Regions from separate parts of the Zea mays genome. Here region 1 is linked to region 2. A link is a contact called in public Hi-C data. All regions are on one chromosome and are shown on one strand. Each heading gives the region's core, a stretch centred on a gene start, on an enhancer-like site or on the middle of the called end of the contact. The rest is flanking DNA. Distances are from core to core; before and after follow the strand shown. Region 1 has its middle 68 kb from the start of LOC109940358. Region 2 holds the start of LOC100280513.

Region 1 (4,024 bases), core at 752-3,251, 170 kb after region 2:
CGAATACTGGCTGCAATAATATCAAATTGTATGCCTTGAGGGACTATAAAGTTAAGGATGAATATGAATACCTGGATATCCAAATCATCTGTATTTGTATTCGTTAAAATGATAATATGGATATTTGTATTCGTATTTGAATTTAATGTCGATGTCAATTGAATGTATCTGAATTCGATGTCTAATATTTTTCTCTATCTGTTCCGTATTCAATTAGAAAACTTGGAGAGATTGGAAGCTTTGAATGTGTCTTGGAATGGATTGCTAGCTCTTGTATTGAATGTGTATGAGTGGAGTGCTTGGATGTTATGAATGGAGGTGGTTGGAGTTGTATATATAGCCTCCAACCACTTCCTAGCCGTTGCTTCTTTTCTGCCGACCGCGGACGGTCCGCGCCCCTGGTCCGGACAGTCCGTCCCTGCACATCAACGCTGAAATCGCAACAGTCAGCAGTAACAGGTATAGAGCATTTAATGTGTCGTCAGATGTCAGATAAATCAGTCGCGGACGGTCCGCGAAGACGCTAAAAATGAATTTTAGCGAATCCGTCACCTTCGGGTTTTTCTGGTTTTACAATGACTGGACGGTCCGCGCCTGAGGTCGACGGTCCGCGCTTCTCACGTACATGAAATCAAAACTGACGTTCCAGGAGGCTCTGCGCGGGGGTGTGGGGGGCTTGGCCGGTGACCAGGGGCACTCTTCGGTGGCCACCTCTCGCTTGGGTTGGGCATCACGCACACTGGGAGCTAGGCTCGGCCGTGTCGCGCGGGGCTGCCGAGGGGAGGGAAGGGGATGCGGCAAGGGGCTCAGCCAGGGGTGGCTGGGCCTAGGGAGAGGGAGGCTCTACGACTACACGACGAAGAAAACAAGAACGAAAAGGACCAACAATAGAGGAAGGGCTCACCGGAGAAAAAAACCTCGTCGCAGCCAAGGAGAAAAACACGGATTGGGTACGAACCGTCGGTCGGATCGACGAATCGAAGGCATCGGGACGAAGCTCTCGGTGAGACGAACACAACGGTACCCTCGGATTCCACCGACGACGCACGGATCGAAAGTAATTGCTCGCCATCGGAGTTGGAACCGCTCCGAACTTCGTCGAGCAATTCCGAGAGCCGGGAATTGAATATGAGGAAAACGTTTTGTGATTCGGAATGTGCTCGACGAGGAGAAGTCGGGAATATATATATAGTTGGGGTTCGGACAAGATGAAAATTCGGGTCAAATTCGTTTTTTTTAATTCAGAAAAGCCTAGAAATCCATATTTTGTGCTCAAAAAACTATAGATGCTTCCAATAATTCTAAAAAAATCCTAGAAATGTTTTGGCACCTAATGAACTCAAAAAACATATTTATAGTTTCTAAAAACATTTTAAGTATCTCAAATAAATAGATTTTAGTTTCCGGAGAATAGAAAAATACTCCGAAAAATATAAAATCTACCGAGAGCTTCTATAGGATATACTAACATGTTTTAAACACATTTTGCACTTAGAAACACCGTGCAACTGCATGAATGCAACAACCAAATCGTCTTTAGGGCTCATTCCACTATGTTTACGCCAATATAAAACAAAATATTTCTCTATTTTTGGAAAAAAAGAAGTAAAGCAAAGAGATGAGAGAATACCATCTGAATTTGGTGTATATTAGGAAAGAAATTTTATACCCCAAATTTAGGGTGTTACGAGGGCCCAACTCTCCTCTCTCCTAGCTCGTTCTAATCTCTAGACGTTTGTGTTCCTGCATCTTGACTGGCACCTAGGTTGGGTTAGGGTCAAGGGAGTCGCAGAGAGGGCTTCAGGTTATATACCCCTGCTCCGGAGAGTTCGCCCCGGTGTTTGGCTGGCTAGATATGGATTTTCCACCACCGACATCATGTTCAGTTCGTAACGAACGTGATGAGGAAGAATATGTTGTGCACACGGACCCACATATCAGCCGCTTGGTCGAGAGCCCGCGTCCAAGGAGAAAACGAGTTGGACGGGAGTGGTCTGGTTATTTGCCAAGGGGGACGCGAGGTGTGGATTTGAAACTGGCCCGACGAGGTGGAATGCGGCCCAGGCGACAATTAAGTTCACTTTCCCTTTTTTCTTTTTCTTTTAGTTTGTTTTCTATGTTAGCTTCTCATTTCAAAATCCTATTTCAAATTTCCAATCTGAGTTTAAAGTTTCTATTCAAATTATTATGCACAACATAAAACTCCAACATGGTAATGAAAAGATTTTTATTTTATTTGAATATATAATTAGCCACATGCTTTAAAACATAATTCACGTACACGTATCTTATTTAATAAGACACTCTTTTGGAATTCTAAAATTCAGAATTCATTACTTATTTCCTTTAACATGAATTATTTTAATCCAAATACTTTTAAAGAGTACTTTACTTATATAGTTATAAAGGGAAATATACTTTATGAAGGAAATCATTGTTAGAATCTAAGTTTTAGTTTCAAAATTTTAATCTAAGTTTTGCACCCAAACTTTAATGTTAGGCCCCGTTTGTTTCCTTTCATTTTAAAGGAATTGGAATCTTACTATTGTAATAGGCTATTTTTTTAGAATGTGACTGTCGGTGTTTTGGGTCCGACCGCACACCTGGGGTTGCCCCTCGAGGTGTTTTTAGGAGTAGGACGGTGTCGACAATTGTAGCAAAATGATTCGTGCCGATTGCACGAGGGACAGTGGACAGGGTTTACAGGTTCGGGCCGCTTAGAGATGCATAACACTCTACGTCCTGGTGAGTATGCTTGGTGGATAAGGTTACAAAAGAGCTCTCTGGATTAAGAATGCAGAGAGTTGATGTAGGCGGCTAAGTAATAGTGTCGATCGTTCTGAAGGGGTGCCTCCTAGGCCTTATATACTCGACCGTGGGGCAATACATGTGGATATGATAACAACGAGTAGCTAAAAGATAGTGAACTGCTTGAGTTCATCTCCATGTAGTTCTGCCGACTTATCCTCGCATGGCTCCGTTGCATGGGGGCTCCAGCGCGGGAAAGTCGGATTTCTGTTGCGGTCACTCGCTCGACGTTGCGGGTCGTCCGGGTTTGCACCAATCCAGCCTCATGTCGATCTGCTTTGCTGGTTGTCTCTCCTCAGGCCACGAAAGAATGACCTTACGATTTATTGGGCCCTTGGGCCTTTCGTGAGGTCTTTTACTCTTTTAGTGGACCCGGGGGATATCTATCCCCCACAAGCCCCCGATCTTTGGGTTAATTTAGAGGTAATCAGCCCAAAGATCCGAGGTCCAGCTTGCAGGTGATTTGAAGAAAATGACTTCCTGTTGTCTTCTCCTGCTTTGATCACTCGTAGACCGAAGCCTAGTTTCGTGCTTGTGCCTTAGAAGTCGGCATTTCAATTTGTAGGATTCTGAACTTCATTGGGTGCACCGGAGGTGCACCCAATGGGTGTAGCCCCCGAGCTTCGAGTAGATTTTTAGAAAACAATCTGCTCGAAGGTCTTCCCCAGAAATTATTTCCATTAGTACTCCTGCGTTTTGGTTGAAGGTTGGCCTTTTAATCTTGTCCCGCGCCTTAGAAGTCGGCACTATCTTGGCTTGGAATGATAATCCATGGGGTGCACCGGAGGTGCACCCAATGGGTGTAGCCCCCGACCTACAAATGGATTTTTGAGGATAATCCATTCGAAGGTCTTCCTTTCGTGTCTCTTTGCTGAAAATTATCCTTTCTGTTTGTAGGAATTGGCATGAAGCTATTCGCATTATGCTTTGGAGGTCAGCATTATGTCATCAATATTTTGCTTCAGAGGTCAGCATATATTTTGTCTTTAGCAGCCGAGTTCGCAATCCATCCATATCCTGCTAGGTAGTGCAATTTATTTGCTCTGTGACTGATTGGACGTTTGATGGACGTTCTCTGTCTAGTCTTCACGTCGCCTCTGTCGGCCATATTTTGTACTTCACTGGCTATATTTGGCTTTCCTATGATCCTTACCGATATCTCATTTTTGTCTTGAGGTATTCACTGCGTGCCCTGCACAGATGTGACCGTTTTGAA
Region 2 (3,543 bases), core at 875-3,374:
ACAAGGTATGCCGTGGCCCAATTCATCAAGCTTTGCATAGATCTTATCTGAAAGAGGATGTGAATCGTCCCCAACATAGAACTTGTGGACCTTATCATCAAGCTCAACCCAGCTAGAGGCAGCGACCTTCTCAATCCCCTTTGCCTTCATTTCCAACCTAAGCTTTGCAGCATCTTCCCATCTTCCACTGTTCGAGTAAATGTTAGAAAGCATGACATAGTTCCCAGAATTCCATGGCTCCAGTCGGGTGAGCTGCTTCAGCACATATTCAGCAAGGTCAGCATTCCGATGGATCTTGCAACCACCGAGGCGTGCTCCCCATACAACGGCATTTGCCAGCATTGGCATGTCACCAATCAGCTGATGAGCCTCCTCCAGCAATCCCGCACGACTCAACAGGTCAACCATACAACCATAATGCTCAATCCTAGGGCTTATACTGTATACATGAGTCATGTTATGAAAATACCGCCGCCCATCATTCACAAGGCTAGTATGTGTGCAGCTGCAGAGCAATCCAATGAAGGTATTATCATTCAGCTTCACACCCGAGTTCTTCATCTGGCCAACAAGCACAAATGCAATCTTCTCGTGGCCAATCATGCCAAGCCCCATGATCATCGCATTCCAAACAATGATGTCCCTCTCCAACATCTGCTGGAACACCATCCATGCCTCTCTTGTGCTCCAACACTTAGCATACATATTGATCAGTGCAGTGCCCAGGACTGGGTTGTCAAGGACCTCATCCTAGTGCACTATTTCAACCGCCTGTCATCCCAAATCCAATGCACCTAACCTCGTGCACGCTGAGAGCGCCCCGACCGCCGTGTAACAATCCGGCTTCGCTCCCTCCACCTCCATCGCGAAGAAAAGGTCTAGAGCCTCCCGAGGATGTTCGTTGGAGGCGTACCCTCTGACTATCGCGCTCCAGGCCACCGCATCCTTGTTCTTCATCTCGTCAAACACTGCCCTAGCCTTCTCCATCTCCCCGCACTTGACGTACAGGTCCAACGCCGTGGTCGCCACGAACACGCTCTCCGTGACCCCCTCCTCCTGTTGTGCCGCCCTCCACACGGCCTCCCCGGTCTCTAGATCCGCGACGCGGGCGCACGCTGTGAGCACCTGCACCGCCTTGAAGCTGTCGGGGCGCATGCCGCTCACGAACGCCCTCCTGACGACCCCAATGGCTTCATGGGCACGCCTGAAATTTAGCCGAACCCCGAAGCAAAATCTAAGATTAAGCAAAATTAAGCTGTCGGGGCGCATGCCGCTCGCGAACGCCCTCCTGACGACCCCAATCGATATCCATCCGACGAAATTGAGCCGAACCCCGAAGCAAAATCTAAGATTAAGCTAGCGCAACAAGGGGATTAGCAACTGTTATGCTCTGAATAGAAGCGTGGGAAGAGAAGAAACCGATGCAAGTGAGCGAGCGTACCAGTAGAGGAGGAAGAGGGCGGCGGCGGCGGAGCAAGCAGCTTCTGCTGATGAACCCTGTGAACAAGTTGTCAATAAGTAAGAAGAGAAAAAGGAAACTAAATAAGCAATTTGAACTCGAGCTCTGTTTTGAAACACAAGGGAACTGGCAGAGAGGGTCTCGTCTCTCGTGGAGCGCATTGGAAGCAGCAGCCAACAGACACAAAATCCTCCACCGTTTACATGGAGAAACACGAACGGCGGTGGCCGGTGGATACAGATCAGCGTCTGCAGCCAGCAGCACCCCTGCCGAAGCCGCGGAGCACTGGGTACGTACGGGGACTCCGGTAGCAGACTAGATCGCATCTCTTGTTTCTTTCTGCGCCAGACCGATAAACGGAATAACAAGAAGAAGAGCACGAACGAAGGGAAGGATGGAGAAGCTCCTGTTTTTCCGCCGCCGCCGCAAGGAAGGAACGGAATCGGTGCCAGAGTTGCAACGCATGCACGCACAAGTAGCATCCGCGGGCATCCCGAGAGCCAAGGCGTTTCCCTCCATCGAATTTTCAGCGCCGAATCCAAAGATAAAGAGAGGAGGAGGCGCCAAACAGCACAGGAAGGAAGGAAAGGGAGGAGAAAGCGAGGAGGAGGCGTAGCTCACCGGCGGCAGCGGGGCTGGGGAGACGAGGAGGCCCGGACGGATGCGGCGGCCGCGCGCGGGACGGGACGGGACAGGGATGAGGGGCGGCGGCGGCGGCGGCGGCGTCTGTTGAATGGTGTTGGTGGTACTGGTGTGCGGCTGTGCGCAGGGAGGGGGGAGATGGGAATCGAGCACGCGAGGTGAGGGGGCAGCCGGGCAGCCAGCGGCGCAGCAGCGCAGGCGGCATATAAAATACTAGATCAGCCGGCGCCCCTTCGGGCGCCCTATCTAGCATAGGGAAAATATGAATACACAGTTATACACGCTATAATCAAATTAAATAGAGGATGACTAAATCTCAAACTAAATTGTTTAGTTCAGAGAGAGAAAACAGATACTCAACAGAACATAGAACACGATTATCTCGAAAATAATTCACATTAAAGTTGTAGCACCGCACTTAAACGTGCACCATAGTATGACGTTGAGGCTTGTTTTAGCTGGAAATTGGTACATAATAAGATTACATGGTCCAAGTTTACGGCTAGTCGATACAGTGGGGGACATGCAACTAAACCAGAGCTATTTACAAGGTACCTAGAGCCAACTCTTGGCTGGCACAATCCAGACAGCTAGGCACAAACATTACGCAGCTACAAGTGCAGACCCATTCCATCTACTAAAGCCAGCTGAACAATCCATCCACAAAAGCGATAAACAGAGATGACCAAGATGTACATCCACAAAAGGCAAGACATCATCTGTGACGTGTTCAGACTGCAGGTTTGTTAAGGCTGCAAACAAATATAAGAATGTGAGTATAAAGTTCCATAAATATTATGCGCGGGGTCTCTGAAGTTAATGTTATACCAAAGAAAGATATTAAGCACATGTATACAACCTCAAGGCTACACAAACAGGGTCTTGATCGCAAACCAATAGCCTTAGACAGTTTACTTAGGCAAGAAATATATGATTATGTAACTGCCTATAGAGGAAACTGTTCACTGGCTAAGTACTTTTGGCTCTGCCCAGAGCTATATTCAGCAAAGGCAACAAGTTCCAGATAAAAATACTTTTTTTGCTAAATGAGTAAGAAGTTGGGGTAATATTTTGTGGCTTAAGTTCTTACATTGGTCAATCAAGGAGCAGATGTGACTGTTTCAGACGCTCGCGCTAGTTTCTGTTTGATTGGATTGTTGGATCGGGATCCAAGCAACTAACCGTTGTGTCTGGCTGCTGATTTGTTAGGCTAAGAAGGACCTAACGGAGGTTACCCACAAGGTCTACTTCGATGTCGAGATTGACAGCAAGCCCGCAGGTTTGTTGCGCCACCCTCTCGCTTTCTCAATGTCAGATAGTCAGATCAGCACGCTACGGCGTACGATGGAGCAATAGGGCCACTTTAGATGTCTAGCTATTTGGTCTCTCTCACCAGTGCTTAGAAAATCTTCAGCAGCTTTCATAGGTCGGATTGTCATGGG

What was found. Hi-C and Micro-C count contacts between places; a contact is called where the count stands out from the background.
Region 1: a Hi-C map of leaf shows a contact between it and region 2, with 5 times the contacts expected there. The contact joins the enhancer-like site here to the promoter of LOC100280513 in region 2. A contact is called at or near these places in 2 of 25 Hi-C or Micro-C datasets (leaf and tassel).

What each region holds. Positions count from the first base shown.
Region 1 is chr6:117,368,765-117,372,788 of Zm-B73-REFERENCE-NAM-5.0, forward strand. No RefSeq gene overlaps it. Among protein-coding and RNA genes, the nearest start is that of LOC109940358, 68 kb to the left of the region's middle. Within about 2 kb of position 2,002, at least 16 of the 20 cell types and tissues checked have an H3K27ac peak or open chromatin away from gene starts, as enhancers often do. A contact at or near this core is called in leaf and tassel, where this site is marked.
Region 2 is chr6:117,201,993-117,205,535 of Zm-B73-REFERENCE-NAM-5.0, forward strand. LOC100280513 reads right to left here and starts at 2,125. Exons shown (of 12, transcript NM_001370738.1): 1 at 2,081-2,125; 2 at 1,442-1,497. It overlaps LOC103629899 (a long non-coding RNA gene), which reads left to right and starts at 3,292. Exons shown (of 3, transcript XR_554702.2): 1 at 3,292-3,380; 2 at 3,528-3,543.